5 separate regions of the Mus musculus genome follow, and all the other regions are linked to region 5. Evidence: chromatin contacts called from public Hi-C and HiChIP or PLAC-seq data. All regions are on one chromosome and are shown on one strand. Each heading gives the region's core, a stretch centred on a gene start, on an enhancer-like site or on the middle of the called end of the contact. The rest is flanking DNA. Distances are from core to core; before and after follow the strand shown.

Region 1 (5,389 bases), core at 470-2,969, 820 kb before region 5:
TCATCCTAGATGAGCGGCACGACAATTATGTATTGTTTACTGTTAGTCCTACTTTATATTTTCTGCACTCAGAGTCTCTTCCTGCCCTGGATCTCAAACCAGGTGAGGGAGGTAAGTGCGCATACACTTGTAAGTACTAATCTTGAGTGGAAGACACGTATTCCCTCCTGTTGTCATTAGGAAAGGCTGCCTTTTCAAAAAATGAAATCTGGGGCTGGTGAGATGGCTCAGCAGTTCTGGAGGTCATGAGTTCAAATCCTAGCAACCACATGGTGGCTTACAACCATCCGTAATGACAAACAAATAAAAAATGGAGCAAGCCGAGCCAACGCAAGAGGCAGAAGGGAAAGGGGTGGGAAATGAAAAATTAAAAAGAATAATAATAAAATTTAAAAAATGAAGTCTACATTATCTACCTATTTTTATGAACTTAATTGATAATTATAAATTTGGCTGTAATATTCTACAATAGATCAACTGCTCACACTGCATATATATTCAAACATGATATAACCTAGTAATTGCAAAATTACTATCAAAATTTTGATGTTCATTTTGTTGGTAATTAATATATGCTTATTTACTGAAAGATCTTACCAGTGTTTTTCAGATGAGTAGTTTAAGTAGTGCCTTTCCTGTACTAGTTATGATTTGTTTTCCTATCTTGTTCATTTGTTCATTGATTCATCATCATCATTATTGTTTTATGGAGTTTTATTTTGTAGAAACTGAGCTTTGTTCATCATGCTGAGTAACAATGCCCATTATTTATTAGCTCATTAAAGAGTTCAAAGAGAAGAGAATAGCTATTCTGGAATTTTTAGACTAAGTAAAACTGCTTAGAAAATTAGTTTACCCCAAGCCAAGTGTGGTGGAACAGGCCTTTAATTCCAGTACTCTGTCTCCTCAGATGCAGTCAGACGTAGGCCCTGAAAAGAAGAGGGAAATCAGTTTCCTCACATGATCTGATGGTCAAACCCCATTCATGGGCTAGGGCACTGTCACTTGACCACCCCGTCATGGCTTTTGATGGATGGCCTATTTAGAATGTCTGTGTGACAGCAGTTATATAGCCATGAAAAGTGAAAAGATAAATTTGTTTTCAGAAATAGGTAGCATTTTTCTTATTGTATATTTTTGGATTTTTGACACAGTCTCATATATCCCATACCAGTTGCAAACTGTCGTGCATCCGTGGTTGATCTAGAACTCCTGGTTCATCTCCCTGTACCTATCCACTGCTATGTTTCCAGTTATAGAGCACTATGCCCCAATTCATCTGCCCTCTAGCCTTGTTCCTGTTTCACTTGTTTCCTGTATTTATTTAAGGGGTGTTTGTTTTTCACAGTTTGGGGATCAAAGCTAGTGTCTTGTGTCTCTAAATTTTATCCCAGCTCTTTACATTTTTAGATGAAAATGATGCAAACCCACGTATTTACTCAGACTTGCCTGTTAACATTTTACCTTATTTCTATTATTTCTTATGTTTTTCTAAACATGTACACTACTAAAGTAATGAATTTTAAAACCAAGTGCTTGTCTTCTCATTGGTGTTCTCAGTTCCTGCCCAGGAAGCCCACTTCTAGACTTCATTTGATTCTTACTATTAACTGCTCACTGAGTCCAAGTTGTGTGTGTGTTGCTGCTGCTGTGCTAGGCACTGGTTACAGCTTCCTTCACACACTGACCGACTGCCAGCCACTCAGAAGTCTGGAGGTTGTCATTCGTTCCTTCAGTAGGTGGCAGTGTTGAGTCAGTTATTGGTTCATCACTTAGATTACTAGTGTTCCGTGAATGAGTATTTTAAAAAGCACACATATTTATATATTGGAACACACCATGGATATTTTTTCTTCAATAAATAATTTGGATTTTACTGGTTTTTAAAGTGATTAAACATTCTTTTGAGAACACCATTATTGTTTTGATTCTAAAGTTCTTTTTTTCATGAATGAACTTTGAAAATATATTACCAATTTATTAGCTTCAGGTGCATCTAGAAGACCCTGGGTCCTTGGGAAAGTAATGGAAAAGGAATACTGTCAAGCCAAAAAGGTAAGAGTTAACCCTGTAATAGTACACTTAGGGGTTTTAGTATATGGAAATAGTTACTAGTGTTTTCTGATTTCTGTTCACCTAGAGCTTGAATTTTATTAAATTGAGTTTAACCCAGAAACTTAGTAAATATTGCTATTATCTTTAGATAGAAGTAGGTTTCCAACAGTTCATCCGCCTATAAAGGAGAACAGGCAGTGTAACTCATGTTGAAGGCACTAGAAGCAACAATGAGCTTGATTTGTATGGTTGGCCTGTACTCATTTTTATACGCTACAGCATTGATTAAATTAAAAATGCTCTCAAGTCTTTATTTGGAGGCTAAAACGAAACTGACAAGCCAGGATTGGTGGTATACCTCTGACCAGAGCACTTGAAGCCAAGGCAGGGATGGAAGGATCTATTGAGTTCCTAGTCATCCTGGGCTATGAATATATGCACATGTTATCCAAGCCTTTGTAAGGCAGGGGAAGGAGGGATGCTACACATTTGAAGCCAGTCTTGTCTACATAGTGAATGCCAGGGCATCCAGGGTATATAGCTAGACTATAGTAGACAGGGAAGGGGGGATAACTACACCATCCTCCCCACCCCCAACACTCATTAATATTAGTTTATTCTCATTTGGTCGGGAGCCTATCTTTTATAGTTTGGTACAGAGTAGAGACTCCACCTCCTCTTCAATACTCTAGCAGTAAGCAGTGTGCTAGAAGGGTACTTGTAATTTGTTTCATTCATTCAGTGACTCCTTTTCTCTTTCCTTCTTTTTTTTTTTTTTTTTTTTTCCATTTTTTATTAGGTATTTAGCTCCTTTACATTTCCAATGCTATACCAAAAGTCCCCCTTACCCACCCACCCCCACTCCCCTACCCACCCACTCCCCCCCTTTGGCCCTGGCGTTCCCCTGTACCGGGGCACACAAAGTCTGCGTGTCCAATGGGCCTCTCTTTCCAGTGATGGCCGACTAGGCCATCTTTTGATACATATGCAGCTAGAGTCAAGAGCTCAGGGGTACTGGTTAGTTCATAATGTTGTTCCACCTATAGGGTTGAAGATCCCTTTAGCTCCTTGGGTACTTTCTCTAGCTCCTCCATTGGGAGCCCTGTGATCCATCCATTAGCTGACTGTGAGCATCCACTTCTGTGTTTGCTAGGCCCCGGCATAGTCTCACAAGAGACAGCTACATCTGGGTCCTTTCGATAAAATCTTGCTAGTATATGCAATGGTGTCAGCGTTTGGATGCTGATTATGGGGTGGATCCCTGGATATGGCAGTCTCTACATGGTCCATCCTTTCATCTCAGCTCCAAACTTTGTTTCTGTAACTCCTTCCATGGGTGTTTTGTTCCCACTTCTAAGGAGGGGCATAGTGTCCACACTTCAGTCTTCATTTTTCTTGAGTTTCATGTGTTCTCTTTCCTTCTTAGGCACAAAACAGATTTAAAGTTCCTTTGGGGACAAAGTTTTACAGAGTGAAAGCTGTGTCATGGAATAAGAAAGTATAGCCACAGAAGAAATCTCTACATCTCATACCATTTTTGATTTGTCCTCCAGTGCTGATAAACTACTCTAAAAACAGCTGGCCATTGTTGGGTTTTTTTTTGTTGTTTGTTTGTTTGTTTGTTTTTACAAAAGTCAACATAACAATATACTTCATTGGTGGACTGCACTTACCTTTTAAGTGGCTACATCTTAGGAACAATAAATTTATTAAAATTCTTGGCTGAATCAAAATGGTTTTGTTTTGTTTCCACCCAAATAACTAGAAATTCGGACCAAAATAGATGTTTTCCAAGGGCAGAGCCTGCACTGTGGCTTGTGACTAGCCTCATTAGTTGCCTGTTAATAAACATTAGCTGAATAGTTACCAGTGTTGTTACCAGCATTTGTCCTCTTGTGAATTCAAGAGTCCTCGCACTCTTTAACATGTTCTTTATAAAATGTATAAACCCTTCCAAACTATTTAAAGAGGAGTGTTATTGCATGCAGATAATCATAATTTTGAGTTTGCCTCAGAAGACTACTAAAGCAAATTTGTTCATTTTTTTTTAAAAAAATGCCCTTTAATGTTTCAAAAAAAAATAACAGTGTAATTTGACTGACTTTAAGATCAGCCATAAATAATGAGCAGTCTTCAAAAGCACTTTTCACACAGATCATCTGGGCTCCAGGGAGGAAGAGTCTGTGCCACTGATGTTTTCAAGTGCAGGACTCACTCAAACCTCTCAGCATCTTAGGACTGTTTCAAGTAATCATATTGATGAACTCGTAATTCATGGTTGACCTTCAGAAGAAGATATTCATTGTATATTAACATTTAGAGGTCATTTAAATAACAAAAGTCTGTATTGTAAAGGACCTGTACAATTTTAAGACAATAAAGAATTGAAAGTGTAAATGTGTGTGCCTTTTAAAGGTTACATTTTAAATATATTGCGTGATTTCTGGGAAAGGTGAAAAAAATGTTCTGTATCAAAGAGAAACCTGTTTATTAAAAAATGTTGTTTGTATCCTATGTAACAGGGTGAAGTGGTGTTCTGTGGAACAGAACCATGTAAACTCAAGGTTTAAAAGCTGGCACTGAACAAAGATATTGAAGTAGCTAGGCTAGTTGATTGGAAAGAGTTTCTTCAGGGTTGTTGTTAGCAGTAATAAATGATTCTTTTTCAGAAATATTTAATTTCTCCATAAAAATAAGTTGGATATTTTTATAAATATGTAATCTAATAGAATGAAAATGGAATAAACATAGTGTATAGAATACCTAATTCAAAAACATATTAATGAATAAACGAACAAATGATTTCATGTTTCTATTCAGTCCTTCAATGACATCTTTATATATAGACTACAAGTGTAACATGACTTTATGTATTTTTAAAACAGTTGTATTTGTGATTGAGTCTGTTAGTGCAGTCTATTTCACTTAATTGGTGCTCTTCAGATTTAATATATGGTTTTATGCTGTGGAATTACTGTGTGTTCTGACACACTAACTCTCTTTCGTTAACACTGAGTCTTGTGGTCGTTGATTGTCTTTGTTACCCAGTACTTTCATATTCATCTTACCAGTGTTCACACACATGTTCCAAGCAAGTGAGAACTAAAAAGATTTTGTTACAAAGAAAACAAAACAATTCCAGAAGCCTAAATTCATTGAGCTTTTGTTTTTACATAGTTAAAGGCAATATGAACTTTGCAGCTAGAATGAATACCTGACTTTCAGTCTCAGATGTGGCTTTTAGATAAAGTTCCACAAATGGACCCATTGTCTGATGTCTAAAACAGGGTACTGGAACCTATGTAATATAGTTTGCACTTTCAATGCAAAAATT
Region 2 (5,917 bases), core at 2,231-4,730, 710 kb before region 5:
GTAATGACAAAAATCAAGTAACATAAGAAGATACGGACAAAACGAATGAAGAGGCATTGCTTCAGCTCACACTAGTGATCTCCTTTAAACAAGAAAGGCTGCTAGTCTAGTGGTTCTGGCCCCACCTGTACAATTCAGGGATAAAGAATCAGTGCAAAAAAAATCCAAAATAAAACAAAAACCTATGTGTAAAGCCACCTTCAAATAATTGAATGAGATCTCTCTAGGACCAGGGCTCGAGCAGAGATGGTTAAAGTGCTATCAGTGTTGAGAACTACAGGTCTAAAGTAATATACACTATATAAAAAATGTCCTCAAAACAAAATCAGTAAGCTGACCAGATATTTCTTTCACCTCAGAAAAAGGCAGGAGGGGCAGGCGTCTGAATCCTACTGTTCTCTATCCATTGTTTGGCTATATTCATTGCCTGTACTGTTTTAATAAACAGGAAATAGTGAAAGGTAAAACACGCTACCCAAATGGAAGTTCTCACTAGTTTAAGTTTCCACTCTTTTAAAACAAGGTTAGCTTTCAGAAACAATCTCACATTTTAATTTTGCATAGATACTCAAGTCTCCTATTTGTTCAACCAAGGGCACCCAATAAGATGTACTAGCGAGTATTTATGAGCATCAGCTGTATAAATGTATTCATTCCGTGTACCACAAATAAGCTTTGTGGTGCAAAGGGACATTTGACAGAACAAGTGTAGCAGACCTGAGGGCTTCCTCTGAAACTGCCAAAACCTCCTTTTCCAAGATAAGCATCTTCAAAGTCAAGAGCGTGAACAAAACTTTTCATTAAAAATGCATACACGGGAGGAGTCAGTGTTGCTGAGATTACCAAAATGCTTTGGAGTTTTTAACTGAATCTAAGAAAGTCCAAAGTAGATTTGAGACTGTAAAGACAGAAGCTGCAGCAAGGGGGATCCAGTGCCAATGCATCAACAAAAAAGACAACCAGAGTTAGTGGAAGGGAATCTTCCTGTCTTTGTGTTTCCCACGGAGCTAATATTTTATGCAGATGATCAGTCAACACATAAACAAGTGTTGACTCTGTACAATCCCTATGAGTTTGCTTTAAAGTTCAAAGTTTTGTGTACGACTCCAAATAAGTATGTTGTCGTTGATGCTGCTGGTGCAGTGAAGCCACAGAGCTGTGTGGATATTGTGATTCGTCATAGAGATGTTTGATTCTGTCACTATGGTGTGATAGACAAATTCCGCCTCCAGGTTTCTGAACAAAGCCAGAGGAAGGCCTTGGGAAGGAAAGAGGTTATTGCCACCCTTCTCCCGTCTGCTAAAGAACAACAGAAGGAAGAGGAGAAGAGAATAAAGGAACACTTAACCGAGAGTGTGTTTTTTGAGTAGTCATGTCAACCAGAAAACAGAGCCGTCTCTTCAGGACCTAGTTTGCTAACTGTCTTCCTGGGTGTGGGATGTATTGCGGCCCTGATGCTGCTTACTCTAGGGGATATGGAATCGCTGGTGCCTCTCTACCTCCACTTAAGTGTGAATCAAAAACTAGTGGCTGCTTATATCTTAGGTCTTATCACAATGGCTATACTTAGAACATGAACAAGGATTGAAACTGACTTCTGAAGCAAATTTATCTTAAAATATGAATGTGGACTGCCTTTTATCTCTTTCACTCCATTAACACACTACAAATTATTGAATGATTTCAAATAACTGCAAAGGTATAATATATATTTTCAATTAGTCTATAATTTTATTTGAAGGACTGTAGCACTTAATGTTACAGACAACAAAGATACTTCTGAGTGACACCTAGGAAATTATTTGAGAACATTCTTTTTAAATCTATACCTGTTGTGCAAATAACTTCAACGTTATTGTTCATCTTTTTTATTTTGAACTCACTTTGATAAGGGTCATGGGTCCTTCAAAGTTTTAGATCTAAATGAACAATTGACCAGCTTGAAAATATAAAATGGCATTTATTGCCGAGACGCAAGCACCAACATTACTATGTAAGTCACAGATTTCCTCATCATTACAAGGAGCTGCTGTGGTGTTTCTGAGGGGAAACAGTCAGTGTGTGAGGGGTTGAAAACATAAGGTACTTACTGAGCGATCATGCTTACCCCGGACTCTTCAAAGAAGACAAGATGTATTGAAATGAGCTTGTGAGCTACACAACAGACTGTGGTTCAGACAACAGGCACCTCACACAAGTAGATTGGTTTTTCTGTTTCTAAAGAAAGGTAGGCATTTTTTAAATTAATTGGTCCATCCTGGCTTTACTTCTGGTTAATCTTTGATGTATTAAGGAGAAAATCACTTTTTGGGTTTCTCCCAGGTCCCTTGCCTGCCTGAGTGTAAGTGACTTGCCCTGGTTAGGAATGTCAGATGACAATTCGTTTCTGAGGACATGAATTTTTTTCATTCAAACTCTTAAGCCAAGTAGAGAAAGCCCTAGATGCCCGTGTCTATTTTGTATTGGCCACTGGGATGTTTTTTAAGTTTTTATTTATTCAAATAAATTTACCAAAAAAAAAGCCCCCTCAGCACAACGACTTCCATTTCTTGATAGTGTTCTGTGGCGTCTCACATCTGTGTGTTTAACTGTTGTCACAGCAGCTGGTCTTTCTCCTCTTAGGATTTGTATCTGAAAGCACAATGCATCGAGTCTCTTGAAAATCGAATTCTCTTTTAGCTCTTTTTATGGAATAAACTTTATGCACTGCTAATGTAGCATTCTCAAGGAATATATGTACACACAAATGTATGCCTGAAGTTGATTTTTTTTTTTTTTGGCAGAAAACAATACTCTGCTTGTAGAAGCGTTTTGTCTAGCATTTCATAAATCATTGTTTACCCATTTGTGGAGCAGCAATCATTCGGTGGATCATGTCTGTACATTGTGTAATGATTGAAAGGCACACTGAACTCATAAAGAAAACATGTTTGTGAAAAAAAAATGCAAACACGAAGTATTCTGCCTGCAGCTGTCCCACACCCTCGGCAGCTCTCCACTCTCCATTAGGAGATTCAGCAGTCATTAGTTATTTATCCCAAAACCCTTTCTCAGTTTTCAGGTTTGAAAAAAGGATCACGTCAAGTATGGAAAAAAAAAAAACAAAACAAAAAAACAAAAAAACTTTTCCTTTAGGTCGCCTCAAATTCAGTGAATTCCATTTCTTCAGACGCTTCAGTCAGGACTCCATGTCAGTCTCAACTCCTTCATTCTTGTCCTCAAGTGTTTCTGTCAGGCTGTTTGCACTCCCATCTTCAAGAGCTGCCAGATCTTGAAGAGGTGGCAGAGGGTTCCTCCAATACTGGAATGTATTATACTGCCAAAACTCTTCAGGCTGGCAGTGCACCCTGTGGGCTACCTGCGGGCTATCGCGCTTTCTATGCTGTCGCCGCCGCCCGGGCCCGGGGTTCCTCCTACTCGCCAGGAGGTGGCTCTCCGGGCTCGCGGCTACAGCCCTGCAGCTACTGTCTGTCGTCCCCACCGCCGCGTCGCTTGCTCCGCCATGGTCCCCGCGTCCCCCTGGCGCTTGAGGGGCCGAGCCATCCTAGACGGCGAGACCCAGAGCAGCGGCTCCTCGGGGATGTCGCTGAGCAGGAACGGCTTCCAAGGCACGCGGAACGTGAGCGCCTCAGCCGCACGCCGCTTGGCCATGGGCCAGGGACGAGGGTCGCGCGGGCGGCGGCCGAGGGCGGAAGGCGAAGGGCGAAGGGCAGCGCGGAGCTCGGCCCTCCAGAGAGCGGACGGGACGTTGCGGGGGGGGGGGGGGGGGGGAGCCGCCGCCCACATGCTTCTTTATGTCAGCCTAGAAGTCATAGAAACAACATATCTCAGTAGTAAGGTCCATCCAAAATTCAGTACTATTTACAATTAAAGGAACAAGGCTTTCCTCTTAACAAAACTGACTCCAGGGTTAGGACAGACATAGGGCAGGTAGTTACACTGGATGAACCTAGAGGCTACAGGAGAGCCAGAAAATAGAACGTAGTATACAAAAATGGCAAAACACTTACAATGTCAAAAATGTCAAAAAACAAAATTGCCCAAACTGGATCCCTTTTATTTCATCAAGAGAATAAAGAAAGCAGTGTTAGAATGTAAGCCAATGTAAAAATAAACATCTATGGGTCCACACTGGTATGACTAGATGACCGCCTGGGGGAGACATGTACCATGCAGCATTCTAAATTGTTCATATATGCACGTTCAGGAGAAGAATAGAATACAGTTACAGCCTTCTAGAGAAGGGCAAGCAGAAACTCTACCATGGAAGCACACAAGATAAATGCTACCTACACCAGATAAAAAATGTTAATATCAGCAAACATAATTATGCTGATGTGTACTTGATCAGGTTAAAATGATACCTATGAGATATTTCTTAAACCCTTAATTCCAGTCTACCCATAAGAAAAGCACAAATCAAAAGGACATTCTACTAAAATTTTCACCAGGATTACATAAAACTGTTGAAGTTACCTAATATCAGCATGGAATATATCAGACTGTGCTATCAGCAATCAGAGATCTCAGGGGGATGGGCTATGACTATCACAAGTTGAAGGCTAGCCTAGCATGTATAGTGACTTCCAGATCAGCTGAGTGTCCTGTCTCAAAATAGTAACAACAAAAAGAAAGATGGAAAAAACATCAGAATTAGAAGACACAAGGAGACATGATGATTGTAATGTGAGGCCATAGGGTGGAAAGAGGACACTGAGTAAGAAGCAAGCCCACCTGAAAATTCAGAGAATATGGACCTCTCTGGGTGACTAGGTATCCGTATGAGTTCACTAAGTACAATAAATTGATGCATAGTTATCAAAGGAGGTGTGTGGGGTAGAGTTTTTGGGAATACCAAACAGTATAAACTCTCTGGAATCTGCTCAATAATAAAAAAAAAGTTATTTTAAATATATAGCCGTCTTGGACTGGAGAAATGACTCAGTGGTTAATAAAACTGGCTTCTTTCCCACGAGACCTGGACTAGATTCCCAGCACCAGCATTGCTGATCTCAACTATCTATAACTCTAGTCCCAGGGGATCTGGCATTCTCTTCTGGCCTCCTTGGGCATCAGACATGCATGCAGTGCATAGACATGCATGTAGGCAAAACACCCTTACACATAAAAATGACTAATAAAAATATAGCACTCTTACGGCTGAGAGAAGGATAAGGTGTTCTGTATGAGGTGGAGAGAGAAATGGAGCAAATATAATCGACATGCATGTGTATGAATTGTATATGAATTTGCCAAAGAAAGACAAAAATGAAATTAAACACTCTCTTAAAACTTATAGAAATCTTAAATTTCTGATTCTCATGGTATTAGGAACTCTGCCTCTGTAAGGATAGTTGTGAGGATAAAGGGATTTCTCAAATAATTATTTTTATTTTCGAAAGCTTTTAGAAAACTAGTACAACCATTGTGGCCAAAACACACTGAAATAGTATAAGTGATGTAGAACAAGTTCTATATTATGTAAATGTTTGGAACTGTCAATGGTAAAACAGTAACAGTGAACATGGAACACATCCTATTTAGAAGATCTTTCATTGGGGGAACTTTGCAGGTAGCTAGATCTTCACAGCACATAGTAGCCGACTTGTCCAATGCTGGTCTCTTTCTCAAAGCCTTGTAATAGACTCTTGCATCATAAAATTCAGTTTGTTTAGTGAGCTCAGATTTCCATATGAATTGAACTGTATATTCTCCCCAAATATGTTCTGGCCCTTTGCCTCAGGTAACATGACTCTACTAGGAAGTAGTGTAACTCTGTGTGTAGCTAGTTAAAGTGAGGTCAGAGTATGAAAGAGAGGAGCCTTGGTTCAGCTTCACAGGAATCCTTACAAGTTGATGGTCACAGGAAGCTCCAGAGATAGCGGAGAGTGCCATATGCAGACAAAAGTAAGACTCA
Region 3 (6,024 bases), core at 3,460-5,959, 680 kb before region 5:
TTATTCATTTGATTGACTTATATACTAGGAGGAAAAGTAGAATAGAGGCAGGAAGCATTGGCTTCTGTTTATTTTACTGATTCTCTAAACAAATGATTCATCATTACTGCTACAAGGGGCCTTCTAGGAATCACAGAGCAGACTTGGTTTGTAAAGTCATTTGCATCTATCTCTATCCACATGTAGAATTACGTTATTGCTATTAAAATGGCAATGTCCAAAATCAGAAATTTTGCTCAGCAGCTGTAGAATGCTCAGCCTTTGTAGAATGCCTTGAAATATGAAAATATGAATAAATGAATATACTTCTGATCTGCATTCTAATGGAAATATCTATGGCATTTATTAGAGTAAAATTCACACACCCACCACTTTATTTTTGAATGTATATCATGTGCCAAATTAAGTATTTGCTGGCATTATTTCATTTTGTTCTAATTTTTCTTTTCACACAAGGGTCTCACTGTGTAGCCACTTGCCTCAAACCTAAATTCCTCCTGCTTCAGCATTCAGTGTCCTGGGATTGCAGGCATAAGCCACCAGATACAAAACATGGTTCCTGATTTTTCACAAGTTTTGTGAGTAATATCAGCATTCAGTCTCACTCTAAAAACAAAGGGACTGGAGCAGTGAAGTGACTCAAAGAGTAAAGGTGCCTGCTGCCTCTCCAGATGGCCTGAGTCCATTACCAAGGCTTTCGTGATAGATGGAGAAATGACTCCACAAGCCATCCTCCGACCGATCCATGTCCACTGAAGCACAGATTCTGCCCCTACAAATAAATGTAAGGAAAAACAAAGGAGCTAAATCAAAGTTTTTCAGTAAATTCTTAAGTTTATCCAGATAATAAGCACCAGATGTAAGAATCGATCCAAAGTTTTTAGACTAAGACTGATTGACATTCTTTGGATTACATCACATTTTCTAAAGTATGAGAAGCCCTAAAAGCAACCTTTGGTAGAAATGGAGATAACTGTAGAGAAAAAAAGTGTTTCCATGGAAAACTGTAGCACACGTGAGTTTGTAGGTTCTATGTTTGTTTGTTTATTGTTGGAAGTTTTATTGTATACTGTGAATATTAGATAATATCCAGCCCTCTAAATTAATGTTTCCAAATGCTTCTGGCCTCTTGAATTAGCCAATCTTTCTCCAAAGTCCTGCCAATTTGGGGCAGACAATTCTTTTGTCTATTTGTCTCAATTTGGATTTTTTTTTTTCTAAAAAAAAATGATCTTGCTATATAACCTTGACTGGCTTTAAACACAAGGCAATCCTCCTGCTTCTTCCTCCTGAATGCCATCATGCCTAGCAAAGCAGGTAGACTGGTGTGAATTTTAGCATATATAGATGACAAAGGTGCTGTTGGTGTGTGGGCCACTGAGAAAGCCTGGACACCTTCCAGGACATGCATCAGAGCCCATTCACCCACTAGCCAGCTATGGGTGCTGCAAGCTTAAGCCCAGAAGTTTCACTGGCTGCCTGAGGTCAGACTCAAGGCTTTGGAGACCTGGCTTTGTGTTCGTTGTGTTTGTTGTTGTTTTGTTGTCACAGGACCTCATTTCATTAAGGGCCTGACTGCTGTCCTCACCCAACAGAGTTGCTTTACTGCGATATTCAACAGATGGACCTGCTGCTCCAAGTGGCCAGACAAATAAAGAGCAGATGCGCCTGCTTGCCCTCTTTTTCTCACCATCTTTTCTTCATCCCTTTTTAAATAAGAAGAAACAAAACTTAGACCTTGGGTCCATTTCTGACCCTTGTCCTAGGTGCTCCTGTGTACTTCTTTGTAAAATCCACTTCTAGAAGCAAATCCTGCTATGGAAATATATCCAGAAACCTTCCCTTTGTTACTCCATCAGATTCCATGTCTGACCTGGCCCCTCACCCTGTCAGTCACGTAGGTGATGTCTGATCACTGTCCAGTCTTCAGCAGACTCCTCTGAGGTCAGCTGACCTGTAATTCACTTCTCCTCTCTCAGTTTTCTCTTCATAAATTTGGTCCTCAGACCTAACCGCTCCAAAGCTATATGTTTGCACTTCCTGATGTATCTGTGGCGTAGAACCCACACACATACACTCTCGCTCCCTCATAGTTATGTCTGCTTAGTGAGCAGGTCCTGAATAAAGCTTTGCTATTTCCTGGAAAGAATCTGTGTCTGCAGAGGCTAATTGAGTGATTAAAACTTCAGAGATGCAAAATGTTGCAGGTCCAGAGCCTAATTACAATATATCTTGGGTGATCTTTATCCTACTAAACAGCAATTCTTTGCCCCCACTCTGTCAGATCCAACATTCTGTAGCTAACAGATAAATGGATGAAAAAATCCTCTAGGAATGTATAAAGCTAACAAACACCCTAGGTTTTGTTTTTTTTCCCAATACGAATGCTAACAGTGTTGTATCCTAACTACACTCTATCTTAACAAGGAGTTCTCTATCTTACTAAACCCACACACTTGATGTACCCATCAGTACTTGAAAGGTGTCTTGATGTATAGCTTTGTAGTCTTCTATTACAAAAAGTTTATGAAATTTCAACGTTGTAGGAACTTGGTATTTGAATAAATCTAAATCTATGTTCCTGAGGCACGGTCACTCATATTTGATTCCAGAATAAACCATTCTCTTCCTTTGAAAGGAGAGCTATGTCTCTTACCAATATTACTATACTTTAATGTGGGAAGCCGCCCTCACATTTGCCATTATAAGATGGCGCTGACAGCTGTGTTCTAAGTGGTAAACATAATCTGCACACGTGCAGGGGCAGTTTTCCCGCCATGTGTTCTGCCTTTCTCGTGATGACAACTGGGCCGATGGGCTGCAGCCAATCAGGGAGTAATACGTCCTAGGCGGAGGATAATTCTCCTTAAAAGGGACGGGGTTTCGCCATTCTCTCGCTTGCTCTCTGGCTCCTGAAGATGTAAGCAATAAAGCTTTGCCGCAGAAGATTCCGGTTTGTTGCGTTCTTCCTGGCCGGTCGCGAGAACGCGTGTAAGACTTTAACACGTACTATTGTTAACAATGGTTTACTGCAGCAAGAAATACTTTTTTTCAGAAGGTATAAAGAATATGAATTAGGTGTTCTTTCAAATTTAAAGACATTTGAGCACTAGAAGAAGTAGAAGACTAACAAAAATATGTTAAATTTACAGAAAAAACATTTCAAACAGTGGTAAAGACTAGACAAGCACTGAGAGCTTCTAGTCACCCAAAGATGTAAAGTTTAGGAGTAGTGAATGTTCATGGTTCAGAGATAATGAGGAGGAATACAACTAGAGCCCAGTAAACTCTAGATAATTATTATTGTGATCACTTGCCATTCGCTTCCGTTAGTTTCTAAAATGTATTTTTGGACAACTAGTTAATAGAAAACCCTTATTCCAAATTTCAGTTCCTCATTCTTCTGGACATGATTTTAACATTTAGCTATAACACTTATATCTATGTCTATTTCTGGAATGTTGACCAGAGAGGGTGACCAGACAGCACCTAGGTGATTTCTTCTTCTTGTTGGTTTGTCTCAATTAGATTTGAAACAAAACAAAAATAAAGTAAATAAACAAAAGACAACATCAAAGGTTTTCTGTTTTACTTATTGTTTGAGGGTTTTGGCTCTTCATCACTTAACTGTGGCTTGTGTAAGTGGCACCAAGATGTCAAACACAAGCACAAAGAACAAAGCAGACAAAAGCAAGTGTAGACAGGTCTTTAAACATCCACGTAATTCATAGCCTCAGATTGCGTTTGGAATTTGAGTTCTTTATGCACGATGGAAATGAAACAAATAGAAAATTACATGGAACAAATGATAGTTTGAATAAACACTAGATACAGCTCAGTGTGAAAGTCGATGGGTCAGAATCATTTTCTGAACCCGTGCTCCTTCCTTCTGTTGGCACATGGACCTGTTTTTCAGCAGTCCGACAAAGGAAGCCATTTGCAGAGGGAAACATTTTTGTACAGGGGATGGTCTCCAGGAAGGCAGATTTCACTTCTGTTCGGTTGTGCAGCACATTGCTGCTCCAGCTCCTGGTCCTGCTAGTCTGCATGTTGTCACTGGCCCCAGAGGGAAGGAAGACAGATGTGAGGAAACATGAAACCGCAATTACACTCTAAGAATACATTGTATGTTTTGTGTACTTTTAATGTCTTCTTTAGTTATTCATTTTTACAAAATCATTTCCCCACTGTGTATAAACTATTGCGGTAAATAAAGATCAAACAACAAACAAAACTGGGAAGTCAACTGATCACTGCGGGAATTATTTTTAATGTAGGGTCATCTTTCTTCCACACGGTGGCGCCTCGCTGTCAGACTTAAAAACACTGAAACATTGTGGCCACCAACAACTCCAGATGGGCTTCTCTGTGCTAGTAGTTTCATTTTGAAACAGAAAGTCAGTACTTAACAATCGCTATTCTGAGTACCTTTTTGCTCTCAGAAAGAAGAGCTAAGCAGATTCTGACAGGACTTAGGGAAGTCATAGCGCCATGTGCAATGGTTCAGAAACTTTAGTGTGTCAGAATCCCCTGGAAGCCCAAAGAAATAGAGACAGTAGATCACTTCCTAGTTTACAACTTGCAGCATCTGAGACCATACTCTGGGAGACTATTCTGTGACAAATTTTGAGGCCTCGGAATTATGTTCCAGTTCAAACTCAAGTTCAACTTCTGAGATGACTAAATGACCTGGAGTAGGGACATTGGTGATTAACTGAGGCTGGCACCTTCAGGTGGTTGGTATGAGGACAGCTGGAACAGACACAGGTGTCCCGGTACAATATGGGGCTTGGAAGTCTTGTTTTGTTTTATTGAAGACGTCACTTTTATTTGAAGTCAATAGCTGAATCACAAAGTACAAGAACATTCATTCAGGTAAGAAATTTCTTTTAAAACTGTAAATAAGTATTTTAAGCCAGGAGCATCACACGAAGCAGTTAGTATTCTCTGGTACTGACTCTACCCCTCCTTCTCTCTCTTTTGTTTTACCACAAAACTTTATTTTATTCCACTTTTAACATAATGAGTCTTTTTAAAGTTTCAAAACAAAAAGGCATAACTAAGTACCCTTTGTAAACATTAGAAATGAACTAAAATCTAGGTTATTCACTAAAAGTCAGGAGTCAGGCTGGGATCTTAGGTCTTAGGAGAACAAAATAAACCGAACAGCATCTAACAAACAGGGACATCTCTCTGTTTTTACAGCCCCTCTTTCCTGTGCAGCCCACCCTTATGTCTTACACCAAGCAAGGAGAGCAACTCATAAAAATCCCTAGAGCCCCCAATTAGAAGGATTCATTGTCCAACAAGGATGGTCTACATGCTATTCTTTGCCTTTTGAAGGAATTAGAAACACTCTCAGACCATTTAAAAATATTCTTATATTCTGACAAGTGGGGCTGATAGATCCATTCTAGTAGCTCCCCATCTGGCAGACCTCATACCTCAGAGGCTAAGACGGATCCTTCTCCGTAGTACTTAGTATGGTGATTTGAATGCAAACATTCCTCATAGATGCAGATGTTTGAATATTTAGTCTCCAATTGGTGAAGCTGTTTGTCATGCTTAAGAAGTGTCTTAGTCAGGGTTTCTATTCCTGTATAAACATCATGACCAAGAGGCAATTTGGGCAGCACTTGGGAGGCAGAGGCAGGCAGATTTCTGAGTTCGAGGCCAGCCTGGTCTACAGAGTGAGTTCCAGGGCAGCCAGGGCTACACAGAGAAACCCTGTCTCGAAAAACAAAAACAAAATCAGAAAAAGAAGCAAGTTGGGCAGGAAAGGGATTCAGCTTACACTTCCATACTGCTGTTCATCACCAAGGAAGTCAGGACTGGAACTCAAACAGGTCAAGAAGCAGGAGCTGATGCAGAGGCCATGGAGGGATGTTCATTACTGGCTTGCTTCCCCTGGCTTGCTCAGCCTGCTCTCTTATAGAACCAAGACTACCAGCCCTGGGATGGTCCCAGCCACAAGGGGCCTTTCCCCCTTGATCACTAATTGAGAAAATGCCTTACAGTTGGATC
Region 4 (5,823 bases), core at 1,282-3,781, 630 kb before region 5:
GTTGATTTCTCTTGAAGGATCACTCCTTGATTACAACTCAGTTATGTACATAACAATTCTAATCTAATAGCTGCTTCTAAACATACTCTAGATAACATTCAGAGTTTGAAGCCACATTTCAAAAATGTTCAATAGGTTGTGAACCGATTCGGATTCTCACAAGAAGCTATAAAATTTGAGCTTTAAAGTTTTGTATTCTGTCACTTTTCTGCTTGTTGCTTAAAACACCCATAAGATAGTTTCATGAAAAATCCTAATCTGGTTGTTCTGCAATAGGGTCCTTGTTCCCTTTGTTCCCGGGACATCAGAGTGCTGGCATTCAGTTTCAGGTATGAATGCTGCCCACAGCTAGTACCAAACTGTTTGTAAAGGTGACCATCAACACCTGTCCCAAAGGTTTAAAATACCTTGCTATTATTCTTTTCTAGGCTTCATGAATAGGAGAAATTGGAAATTATGTCTGAATATAGAGGAAAATATATTGTTGTATTTTTGGCCCATAAATCTTGCTTTTTGATGAGAATATGCCTGCACAGGACTGAAATCATGAATGGCTCTGTTCATTCTGCCAGTTTCTAGGAAACTACTTCTTTAAAACGTTGCTTGACATTGAGAGCTTAAACAGTTTGGATCTCACAAACTGGGGCCAGGATTTTCATACCTTCCAAGTTGTTTGTTACCATTGTTGAATTAAATAACAATTTCTAAGAACTACTTGAAAAGTGAATTTGACACAATTTTGATAGTTGTTCTGGAAAAGCAGTCTTAAGTCCTTAAAAAAAGTAAAAACAATCAGTTAATACCACTAGAGGCAGAGATAAATATTTACCACTTAGTTCCAGCATTGACACTGAGAAATAAGAGTGGACTTTGAAACAATAAGGCGAATACTTACCTTGAACTTTTTCCACAAAGAAACTGCTTATCCAGTCTGATCAATTTGGACTGCAGCTAAGAACCTTTACTGACATAGTCAAATTTCTTGGCAGTCTGAAGCTTTTGTATGACAGGAATTTCTTTATCCTTTTTTCTCTGTCTTTCAGATATTCACTTAACTCTACAAAACAGTGGCCCTTTCTAAGGACAAGAAAGGAAAGGATTTCTGGATTTACCTAGTGTGTCATATTGAAAAGTGGCTTGAGAAATACTGAACCCAAGGACATTATAGTGCTAGGGATTGTTTTTGTTTGTTTGACTTTCGGTTTTGTTATTCATGAATGTTAATTTCTAAAAAACAAAAACTTACCTAATTTATTTGAAATCCAAATATTTAAAGTCATATGTATATGTATAATACTGGCTTTGTTTTGTTTGTTTTTGTTAGTGTTATTTTATTTTTTAAGAGCAGCTTAATAACAAGGTTAAAAAGGGTCAGTAACTATACCAAAGAAGGCTTTGCCAATAAACCTCCAGTGCTTCTCTGGAGGATTCTGGCATCCCCTGGTGAGGGAACTGCTCTGAAATTGGTTCACCTTCCTAGCATCACAGTTCTTTTCTTTCATTTCTCTTCTAGGATTTCTGTTTGCTTTTGATTTCATTCAACCACAGCTTTCTTTGATGAGTTAGCTGAAAATTGGGGTAAAGTATCATGTGTTAATTAAAACAGTCTTGGTGCCTCTATAAAGTGACAGATTATAATCTTCTCAGGGTGATAAGAAAGTCATAGAAAACATTTAATTTTTCACAAAGTATATTACCTAGTTTGTGACTCAGCCTTACATAGAGATGTAAATCTAAACCACCTGCTCATAATAAATGAATCTATGAATGTTAGCATGAAAGTTTTGAATATGAATAAACAGGAGAAAAGGAGAAGTCATTATAGGGTCTAAAGTTGGAGTCATGTGGTTTCAAAGTTTGTGGAAAGATTTCTTCCCCCTTTTTATGTTCTCTTTGTGTCAAGGTTTTTACATGAGAGTTCTTCAGCCTTGTTGGACATTTCTCTTCAGCTGCATTGGAGCTGACTTCACAAGTAAGATTTTTAAAAAATTTAAGAAACTATATATTTGGTTTTCAATTAAAATTTAGATTAAATATTTAATTGCTGTGGTTTTACTGCTAAGACTTTTCCTCTTTCTGACTCATTTTCTTTAGATACTGCTTGATGAAGATAGTTTTGCAGCCTGGGTGAAAACTAGTCTTTCTTTTACTTGTCAGTTTGACTGTGGTTGGTGTGGATGATCCCCCCGCCCCCCAACCCTGCTGTGTTTGACTGGCTTGTGGTTTCTTTGAAAGGGAACATGCTGTATATTTCATTGTCTAAAGCTTCAATGTTCTTTAAGATCAACAAACAGAGCTAGGCAAGAGCAGCTGGATATCTATTCAAGCCTGTTTTTATTGCTGTAGTGCTCACTCCATGTTTGGATGAGAATAGGAGAGTACATGTATAGCTCTTTTGTTAATCTTACAAGGTTCTGGAAAAATAGATATTTTTTCCAAATCTCAATGAGTCATTGTCCCCTGATGACTCTGTGTTACTCACCAGCGCAGCTGCCATTAGGTTACTAAAAGTCCCGGGTCATACCCAAAGATGTATGTATCTCCCAGGCACTGGTCTCTTTCCCCACTTCCTCTGGAACCTTTTGATTGTCTCTTTTCTACTCTTATCATCATCATCATCTTGCTGCCACGTTTTCAGCTGTTCATCTGACACTAAGAACCTCCTGGGACAAGTATCTTGTTGCCTAGACGTGCAAATGTGCTTGCTTCTCCAAGTCATCCTGACAATTGATATAGAGAGCATTCTTGCAGACCAGTGAAGCAAACAGGGATCTGTAGAAGATGATTTCTCCTTTTTGGCACCATAATAAAACTCCTATGCTGTGAATTCTACTTATTAATTTACTGGTTTACATGACAGTATACCTCACCATACATGAAGAATCTATCACAAAACACATTCTATCTTCTATTCATTGTTCAAATGAAAAGGTGCTAATTAACTGCATTAAAAAAACAATCTATAAATCCTGTTGATAAAGATTATGTGATGATTCCCAATATTGACTATAAGAAAACCTTAAATATACTCATTCCGCATTTGCTATGGGAATGTTATATTAATGGATAGCTGGATTCAGGTCTTTCAATGTGTTCATGTTTATTTGGATTATAAGAGAAAGCAGAAATTCAGCCTTTTCAAAAATCTTTTGATAAAGTAATATATAGCATGTGCCCTTTCAAAATAACCACGGTCCAATCAAAAAATTCATCTCTCCCCTTTTCTTAAAATAAGCTTAAAAATAGTCTTAGTTACCGATATAGGTGGGTCCTTAAGGCATAATATGGTGTTAACTATGTGTAACGGCTTGAAGAGAGGTGTGATGATCATCAGTCAAATAAATCACGGTTGCCCTATTAATGACATCAATAACTCTAAGAGCTAATTTGAGTTAAAATAACGGTAAGAAAGCTATGACCCCTTACAATGAAGGAAATGAGATACACCAGGGCTTAGAATGAAAACTGAAGAGAAAAGATAAAGAGAAAAGAAAAGAAAGGCATGGGGTTTGTGATTTCAAAATGCCACACAAAATGTATTTCTAGCCCTGCACTGCAGGCATGAAGGCAATTTCCTGTAGCCCCCGGGTCACTGTTGTAGGTAGCAGGGTTTACTGCTGGGTGGTATCGATGGTGATTTCTCTTCTCTTGTAGCATGCAAAGACTCAATCCTATTTCCCAATTGCCTTTCTAACAGAGTCAAAATATCTGGCCATATTTTAAGGGAGAATAAGGGTATTTTAATGGACACAGCGGAAATTTTTAGTGGCAGGAATTAAAAAACAAACATTTGTTGTCAGTAAAATGTTTTTACTTACTCATGGTCTGTCTAAAAAGCAAATACTTACAGCAGACACCTATGTTTGAGCTGTTGCCTTCTCTGGGCAGCTGACAAAACATTGAGAGCAGAACCAGAAGTTTCTGAAGACTGACCACAAAAGTTTTTCCTCATTTTATCCATTAAGTTCCTTAAGTAGTGTATGCAAAACATCTATGCATGTATTCTTGTGTATGAACAAATGAATACATAAGTCCTCACTATGTACTTAAAAAGTAAGTGGGGACTGGAGAGATGACTCAATGATTAAGTATTGGCTCTCCTAAATATCTCCATCAAACCCCTCCCCTCACAGCTCAGGGAAAACAGTGGGAAAGGAGGCAGAAAGAGTGCAAGAATCAGGGGAGATGGAGAATGCCAAGAAAACAAGGTTCTCTAAATCAACATGATAATAGCTCATATGAACTTACAGAGACTAAGGGAGCTTGCAAAGATCCTGGAAGGGTCTCTACCAGGTCCTCTGTATACATTATGACTCCCAGTTTAGTGTTTTTATGGGATTTTTGAATATATACTTATACACACACACACACACACACACAAGTCTCCCAGGAATAAGATACATTCAAGGACCCTCTTCTAGTACTATCTTCTAGTACTAGTCATTACTTCTCTGGTTATGTTCTACCTCCTAAAGTTGTCACTTCTTCCCCAAATAACACCAACACTGGGATCATGTATTCAATACATATAAGCCTGTGGTGGTGGTGGTGGGGGAATGTTTCATATTCAAAACCAAAACAGGCTTAGAGTCAATAGCAACCAAGTTCACAGGAAGATAGTGAAATAAATATGAGAGTTCACATGTAAAAAACAATGAAAGTTTATAAATCAAACAATGGAGACTAAAGTGTAAATTATCTCAAAACAATGAAGATATCGAATAATCGTTTAGTTAACTAAAGGAGATGAGAGGGAAAGGAGATGGAGTAATTATATTGTGCAAACTTTTTATTTCATATTTGGGGTTAGTAGGAATAATCTTTTAGATTATTATTTTGAAATAATAAAGTATAAAATAGATAAAACTGAAACATAGCATTCTTTTATTTTTATTAGGTATTTTCCTCATTTACATTTCCAATGCTATCCCAAAAGTCCCCCATACCCTCCCACCCACTCCCCTACCCACCCACTCCCACTTTTTGGCCCTGGCGTTCCCCTGTACTGGGGCATATAAAGTTTGCAAGTCCAATGGGCCTCTCTTTCCAGTGATGGCCGACTAGGCCATCTTTTGATACATATGCAGCTAGAGTCAAGAGCTCCAGGGTACTGGCTAATTCATAATGTTGTTCCACCTATAGGGTTGCAGATCCCTTTAGCTCCTTGGGTACTTTCTCTAGCTCCTCCATTGGGAGCCCTGTGATCCATCCAATAGATGACTGTGAGCATCCACTTCTGTGTTTGCTAGCCCCGGCATAGTCTCACAAGAGAGAGCTATATCTGGGTCCTTTCAGCAAAATCTTGCTAGTGTGTGCAATGGTGTCAGCGTTTGGAAGCTGATTATGGGATGGATCTCCGGATATGGCAGTCTCTAGATGGTCCATCCTTTCATCTCAGCTCCAAACTTTGTCTCTGTAACTCCTTCCATGGGTGTTTTGTTCCCAATTCTAAGAAGGGGCAAAGTGTCCACACTTTGGTCTTTGTTCTTCTTGAGTTTCATGCGTTTAGCAAATTTTATCTTATATCTTGGGTATCCTAAGTTTCTGGGCTAATATCCACTTACCAGTGAGTACATATTGTGCGAGTTCCTTTGTGATTGGGTTACCTCACTCAGGATGATGCCCTCCAGGTCCAACCATTTGCCTAGGAATTTCATAAATTCATTCTCTTTAATAGCTGAGTAGTACTCCATTGTGTAAATGTACCACATTTTCTGTATCCATTCCTCTGTTGAGGGGCATCTGGGTTCTTTCCAGCTTCTGGCTATTATAAATAAGGCTGCTATGAACATAGTGGAGCATGTGTCCTTCTTACAGGTTGGG
Region 5 (5,693 bases), core at 1,806-4,305:
TATGGCGGCCTTTTGGGATAGCATTGGAAATGTAAATGAGGAAAATACCTAATAAAAAAATTTAAAAAAAAAAAGAGAGAGAGCAGGCTGAGCAAGCAGGAGAGACATGCCAGTAAAGAACATCCCTCCGTGGCCTCTGCATCAGCTCCTGCTTCCTGACCTGCTTGAGTTCCAGTCCTGACATCCTTGGTGATGAACAGCAGTATGAAAGTGTAAGCTGAATAAACCCTTTCCTCCCCAACTGCTTCTTGGTCATGATGTTTGTGCAGGAATAGAAACCCTGACTATGACAGATGTCTTATGAATTAAATGACAGAATAGTTCCTCTTCCCCGTTTTGGGTGCAATGGGGTGGGGTGTTTTAGGTTGAGTCTCACACAGCTTCTGCATGCTTTAAATTCACCATGTAGGCAGGAATGTCCTTGAACTTTTTAAAAGGAGTTTTTTTTTTTTTCTTTTTTTGAGATTTTTTATGTTAATGTGCTTGAGTGGCTTCCTGAATTTTTGTGGGCACATCAATGCCCTCTGTTCCTGTGGAAGACAGAAGATGGTTTCATATCCCCTAGGATGGAAATAATAGATGGTTGTGAGCAGCCTTATGAGTGCTGGGAATTGAACCAAGGTCATTTGGGAGAGATAGTAGTGCTCTCCTTCCTTCCTCCCTTCCTGTTTTCAGACAGGTTCTCTTTCTATAATCTTAGCTGTCCTGGAACTTGATATAGCCCAGGCTCTCCTTGGACTCATAGAGACCCACTTGACTGTTTGCACTCTGGTCCTGTTACTTTCATCTCTCTAGTGCTGGGATGAAAGACCACTAGGCTGAACATTTGTGATATTCTGCCTGCGTGGTTTTATGAACAGAGTGCCAGGCCTGTACTATACTGTGTTATTTTCTGCTTAGTAATAAAGTAGAAGTCACTTGGTATGAAGAATAAAAGTGTTGCTAGTGTTCCCAGGACCAGGCTTACTCCAACAGTGGATGGAGAATGCCAAGAACAAATTGCCTGCAGGCTATATAAAGTCTAAAATCTTTACATAAATCTGGATGATGAAACAACTTAAAAATTGACCAATATAACAAAGACAAGTATCATCGGTGTAGCACAGCATTAAAATTTGGAAGCAGTTTGGTACTCAGTATCCAGCCTTCCCAGATTATGAAGTTGTGGGAGGATATATAAGAAATGACAGGTGCAAAGGCAAGACGTGGGGCATAATTAGAAACATGGGTAGGTGGCAGGTACCAGGTGTATACACAGAAGTTATTACATGATTCTTTCCAGTTTAGCTGCTGTAGAAGAGAAACCCCTGGTCCTGTTTTATAAACACAGTACTTAGCATCCCTCTTATTAAACATCATCATTTTTGCACACCTCTAATCTCAGCCCTTGAAGGTGAAGAGAAGAAAAATAAAGCTGTGTTTAGCTCTTATTCAATAGAAAAAAAGGCCTACATAAAAAAAGTCCCAGCCGGGCGGTGGTGGTGCACGCCTTTAATCCTAGCACTTGGGAGGCAGAGGCAAGCAGATTTCTGAATTCGAGGCCAGCCTGGTCTACAAAGTGAGTTCCAAGACAGCCAGGGCTATACAGAGAAACCCTGTCTTAAAAAATCAAACCAAAACAAAACAAACAAAAAAAATTCCCATAGGGACTGAAATGAAAGAAAAAGAAAACCAAAATGTTTTCTAGTGTCTCACTGTTATTTTAAAACAGGTGAAGTGGAACTCATCTGTGATTTCTCAGAAGGCTGAGGCTCGGAGGATTTCACATTTGAGGACAGCCTGGAGATTCTGTTAAAACTCCCAAACCTTCCTAATTTATCATGTGATTTATTATGTTTATGGTAAGATGTATATATATATATATATATTTTTTTTTTTTTTTTGAGACAGTCTCATATAACCCAGGCTGACCTCAAATGAAGTATCTGCAGATAACTTTGGACTACTGATCTCTGCTGTCACCTGCGGAGCTTTTGGGATTACCACCCTGAGCCGTTACATCCACTCGATAAAATATTTTCACCTGCTAAAATTTCTGCCTAGAGTATCAGAAACCGAACCCCCAAAGACTGTTATGTGATCCCATCCTGTCCAGGGGTGCTTTGGTTCTAGGAGAGACACAAAGATAGGACTAAGGAATCCGGCCCACAGCCTCAGTCTAAGGGCTAAAAGGCCACCAAATCTAACTTCGTACTTGAGACATAAAGGTGAGCTGAAAGTCAGACCATCGCATAAGTTAACTTTGTTCCAGTTTTCAAGTGATTGGAAGCTCTCATTTTACTACTCTGTTCTTAAACACTTTACACAAGGTTACTGTAGGTGACAGCAACCTAGGCCTCAAGACCTTTTGTTTTCCTGATAGGGACTTGATATATGTATGTAGTACAGGCAGACTTTGAGCATCCCAAGTGCTGGGGTTACAAGCCAGTGCCACCACATCTGGAACGTGCATTTGGTTACAAATTACAGCATTGGGAAAGCAGTGTCTTTTTATGTGCTGGAAACAAACAAACAAACAAAAAATACAGTCCCAAAGTAGGAATCGACATGTTTACTGCGGAGGACTACAGATGTAGATGCTCCCCCTTGCTTCTGACCCTCGCCACTTCTCAACAAGCACTCCTTCCCGACACCGACACAGGCAGGGGCTTCGGCGTGGACCAAGAAGGCGTCAGCTGCGCCTGCACAGGGGGCGACGCATGCACCGCCGCCAGTCATTGGGTGCGCGCCGGGTCTGCAGGCATCCTCCCCATCACCCGATACAGAGACCCGCGGAGAGGCTGGAGATGAAGTGGCCTCGTAGATCCAGTCGGCAAAACGCCGACCGGAGGCGGAGCTGGGGACGGACTGAGTCACCAGACCCTGCGCTCCCGAGCTACGCAGCACACAAACAAAACAGCGACAGAATAGGAGGAGCCCCAGCTCTCGCGGCATCCGCGGGAGCTGCCAGCCGCTTGGGCAAGCCTCGCGTTGTTTGGTTAAGGGGCAGGGCGTTCAGCGAGAGGGCGGAGTCCAACCCAGCTGAGGGTGGGGGTGTTCCCAGGCCCCGTTGATTGGCATCTTTCTTCGGAGGGCGCCCCGCGCACGCGCAGCTCCCAGGAGGCGGTGGCGACTAGGGCAGTCCAGCTGCCCGGGTCCCGGGTTGCGGGTCGGGCTCCGCCCTCCCGCGTCGGCGCTGGCGGACGCTGTGCCGGGCCAGTCGGCTGTCTCTGCGGCGCTCCGCCCGCCGCCGGTCCGCCGCTGCTTTGGCCTGGAGGGCTCCCGCCTACGCAGGCTCGTGACGCGGGGGCTGGGACGGGGCTTCAGGGACTGAGCGGGCGCTGCCGCTGTGTGAGCGTCTTCTGCGCCTTCGGTAAGTGCGGTCCGCGTCCGCTGCTTTGGCATTTTAGACACCAGCCGGGAGAACGGATGGAGAGAGACAGGGCGAGCTGTTTTGCAGAGCCAAGGTGTTTTACAGCTTATTGCTTTTATGCGTGTTCTTTTAAAATCGTGAAACCACAGCTGTGCGTTTACAAATCTGAAGAATTTGGGTACAGAAGGAGGAGGAGGAATGCTCTTAGAAATGGAGCTAAAGTACTGCGTGCTCTGTAAGAAAAAAAAAAAAAGCTGCCAAACAATGAAGACACAAGACTCCTGCCCTCTTTCTGTCCTGGACCTCAACCCCAATATTTACGCTCCCACTACTCAGAGTAACCCGATCCCAAGTGTATGTATGCATCCAGCCTTTCAGGATTTTGTCGGTGCAAGTGAGGAGTGTGTTTATAGACGAAAATTAAAGTCCTATATAGAATATAGATTTTTGGGCCAGTAGTATACGGAACTCTCCACTCTTTTTTTTAAAAACATACTTTATTGTTAAATGTTACTGTTTAGCATGGGCTTCACACTTTCAGTAGCGAGTCAGTTAAAAGCTTATTGTATGTTTTGTGATTTGCGACGCAGTTCTATAGCTCAAGCTGAGATAGAGCCCCCTGTGCTGTGGAAGCTGACCTTGAACTCTTAGCTTCTGCCTCCACCTCCCGAGTGCTAGGATCAAACAGGAGCTGTTGTGCCTGGCCTACGTGCCAGTATTTTGCAACTTAATATATTGACTTTCACAGTATCTAAGGCCACATGCGATACTTTCATATGAAACAGGTTGCTAGTCTTTGCTTAGACCTCAGAGTTTACATGAGAGGGAATGACTGCCTAAAGATTACACAAAGTTTACTTTTTCTTTATGTCATAAAGTTTAAATACCATATGGTTAGATAGCAGCATTTAATTCTTTAAACTCTAGGAGGCTACTTTTGATGAAACTCGTAGAAAGTCACCATTTAGAAATTTTGTACTCAAATAAGAAAAAAAAAAAACCCACCACGGATTAAATATTTTGCAAGGTGAACCCTAGGGAGAAGTCTGAAAGTGGAAGAAAAGTGGTTCTGCACGCATTATTGTGCTAATCTTGCTAGCTTCCAAGGGAAACAGTCTACTAAAGTAATCATAGGCAACCGTCTTATTCCAAACAGGCCTGTCCTTAAAATCATAGACACAATTGTGCACATTTATTTAGGAATCGAACTTAAAAGACTTGAAGAGATCTATGGTATTTTCGTTGTTTTTGTCAACAATATGCTGGTACTTTTTTGTTTTTAAATAAAAGCCTAAGTAGTGTCTTCCTGCTTCTGTGGTCAGTCAGCTCAGGCCTGGAGTGCCTGACTAAGCGCCTGCTCTGCTTTTCTGGGTGGGCTGAGTACCTGAACTGCATTTATGGCCCTGCCTTGTCCTCCTGAATGGAAACTGCCTTATCAAAAATATCGAAAATAAGTGTAGGAAACTATCCTGGTGTCGTTTTCGATGAGGTTTCTGGTGGTTTCATATTAAAATAGCTGAAACACTGTAAATTGAAAAGAATACAAAGTAGACAAAATTAAACTTTGCTTATTGCATGGGAATTAAAAATGTGTTACTGGGGTTTGTGCCTTATAGTATATAATACTTTCATTTTCTGGCAGGTGTGACTAACTGTAGTTTAAGGAACTATGACCAGTAGTGAGTTCAAATAAAGTGTGATCAAATTATGCATTTGAGGAGAAACCCATGTATAGTTAAAGATTTGAGCAGTTCTTGTTTGCTCAGGATAACAAGGTAGGTGTTAAGTATCTGCCATTCATTATCTCTTACTCTGTATTGGATGTCTCATATTGGTGCACACGAAAATATTTCAGCCCAGAAAAATATTTTCAACAGACTAACTTTCAGTTATAGAAGTGGGAAGAGTTGGGAATGTGCTAAGTGTGTTCAGAAATTAAAAGCAATGGCTGGAGTTGGAGCTCCTGGCATGTCTGAGGCTCTCCGTGATTCCTGCTAAAAACAGTCCTTTGCCTGATGGGAAAGCTTGCTTTTTAGTTTATCATGAAAAGTCTTTTGGGGACTTGTTAATGTGAGTAGCTAGAGACAAATCAAGTGTTTGGGGGTCTTGTGTTTCTTCCTTTTTCTTTTTATAAATAAAAGGCACAAGGAATTATATCTGCAGCTTAAATCATCATCATCATCACCACCACCACCACCATTATTAATTTCTCCCTTTTTTGGGCTTTGTTTGGCTTTGTTTATCTTTGGTCAGTGTAAAAAACACAACGTTTATTACATACCAAAATGTGAGAGTACTAACATTCCATTTGGAATTTTAAGAACAGCCATTTTAGATTTCA

What was found. Hi-C and Micro-C count contacts between places; a contact is called where the count stands out from the background. HiChIP or PLAC-seq counts read pairs in DNA pulled down with a chosen protein or histone mark.
Region 1: a contact with region 5 is called in an H3K27ac HiChIP or PLAC-seq map of large pre-B cells, with 5 times the contacts expected there. The contact joins the enhancer-like site here to the promoter of Pcmtd1 in region 5. A contact is called at or near these places in 5 of 39 promoter capture datasets (cranial neural crest, embryonic stem cells, hippocampal neurons and 2 more), 1 of 484 Hi-C or Micro-C datasets (adipose-derived mesenchymal stem cells), 3 of 115 datasets of contacts at active chromatin or transcription factors (astrocytes, bone marrow-derived macrophages and large pre-B cells) and 1 of 9 other capture datasets (adipose tissue).
Region 2: an H3K4me3 HiChIP or PLAC-seq map of neural tube shows a contact between it and region 5, with 9 times the contacts expected there. The contact joins the enhancer-like site here to the promoter of Pcmtd1 in region 5. A contact is called at or near these places in 2 of 39 promoter capture datasets (cranial neural crest and hippocampal neurons), 6 of 115 datasets of contacts at active chromatin or transcription factors (astrocytes, bone marrow-derived macrophages, embryonic basal ganglia and 3 more) and 1 of 9 other capture datasets (macrophages).
Region 3: a contact with region 5 is called in a Hi-C map of B cells, with 16 read pairs. The contact joins the enhancer-like site here to the promoter of Pcmtd1 in region 5. A contact is called at or near these places in 7 of 39 promoter capture datasets (the C10 cell line, cranial neural crest, embryonic stem cells and 3 more), 2 of 15 datasets of contacts at CTCF or cohesin (large pre-B cells and pro-B cells), 3 of 484 Hi-C or Micro-C datasets (B cells, bone marrow-derived macrophages and cerebellum), 6 of 115 datasets of contacts at active chromatin or transcription factors (astrocytes, bone marrow-derived macrophages, embryonic forebrain and 3 more) and 1 of 9 other capture datasets (macrophages).
Region 4: a FOXA1 HiChIP or PLAC-seq map of pancreatic cancer cells shows a contact between it and region 5. The contact joins the enhancer-like site here to the promoter of Pcmtd1 in region 5. A contact is called at or near these places in 3 of 39 promoter capture datasets (the C10 cell line, cranial neural crest and embryonic stem cells), 1 of 484 Hi-C or Micro-C datasets (Th1 cells), 4 of 115 datasets of contacts at active chromatin or transcription factors (CD8 T cells, embryonic stem cells, memory CD8 T cells and 1 more) and 1 of 9 other capture datasets (macrophages).

Annotation. Positions count from the first base shown.
Region 1 is chr1:6,270,717-6,276,105 of GRCm38.p6, forward strand. Rb1cc1 (RB1-inducible coiled-coil 1) reads left to right here. Exons shown (of 24, transcript NM_009826.4): 22 at 1-111; 23 at 1,985-2,055; 24 at 3,482-5,388. The coding sequence ends at 3,559. Among named protein-coding and RNA genes, the nearest start is that of 4732440D04Rik, 57 kb to the left of the region's middle. Within about 2 kb of position 1,720, at least 7 of the 459 cell types and tissues checked have an H3K27ac peak or open chromatin away from gene starts, as enhancers often do.
Region 2 is chr1:6,379,456-6,385,372 of GRCm38.p6, forward strand. All of the region lies in intron 1 of Alkal1 (ALK and LTK ligand 1), which reads left to right. It also overlaps the pseudogene Gm7417 and the pseudogene Gm2147. Among named protein-coding and RNA genes, the nearest start is that of Alkal1, 23 kb to the left of the region's middle. Within about 2 kb of position 3,481, at least 92 of the 459 cell types and tissues checked have an H3K27ac peak or open chromatin away from gene starts, as enhancers often do. A contact at or near this core is called in forebrain, hippocampal neurons and neural tube, where this site is marked.
Region 3 is chr1:6,402,217-6,408,240 of GRCm38.p6, forward strand. No RefSeq gene overlaps it. Among named protein-coding and RNA genes, the nearest start is that of Alkal1, 46 kb to the left of the region's middle. Within about 2 kb of position 4,710, at least 58 of the 459 cell types and tissues checked have an H3K27ac peak or open chromatin away from gene starts, as enhancers often do. A contact at or near this core is called in B cells, bone marrow-derived macrophages, pre-B cells and 1 more, where this site is marked.
Region 4 is chr1:6,451,915-6,457,737 of GRCm38.p6, forward strand. No RefSeq gene overlaps it. Among named protein-coding and RNA genes, the nearest start is that of Alkal1, 95 kb to the left of the region's middle. Within about 2 kb of position 2,532, at least 71 of the 459 cell types and tissues checked have an H3K27ac peak or open chromatin away from gene starts, as enhancers often do. A contact at or near this core is called in CD8 T cells, Th1 cells, macrophages and 2 more, where this site is marked.
Region 5 is chr1:7,085,865-7,091,557 of GRCm38.p6, forward strand. Pcmtd1 (protein-L-isoaspartate (D-aspartate) O-methyltransferase domain containing 1) reads left to right here and starts at 3,056. Exons shown (of 6, transcript NM_183028.3): 1 at 3,056-3,352.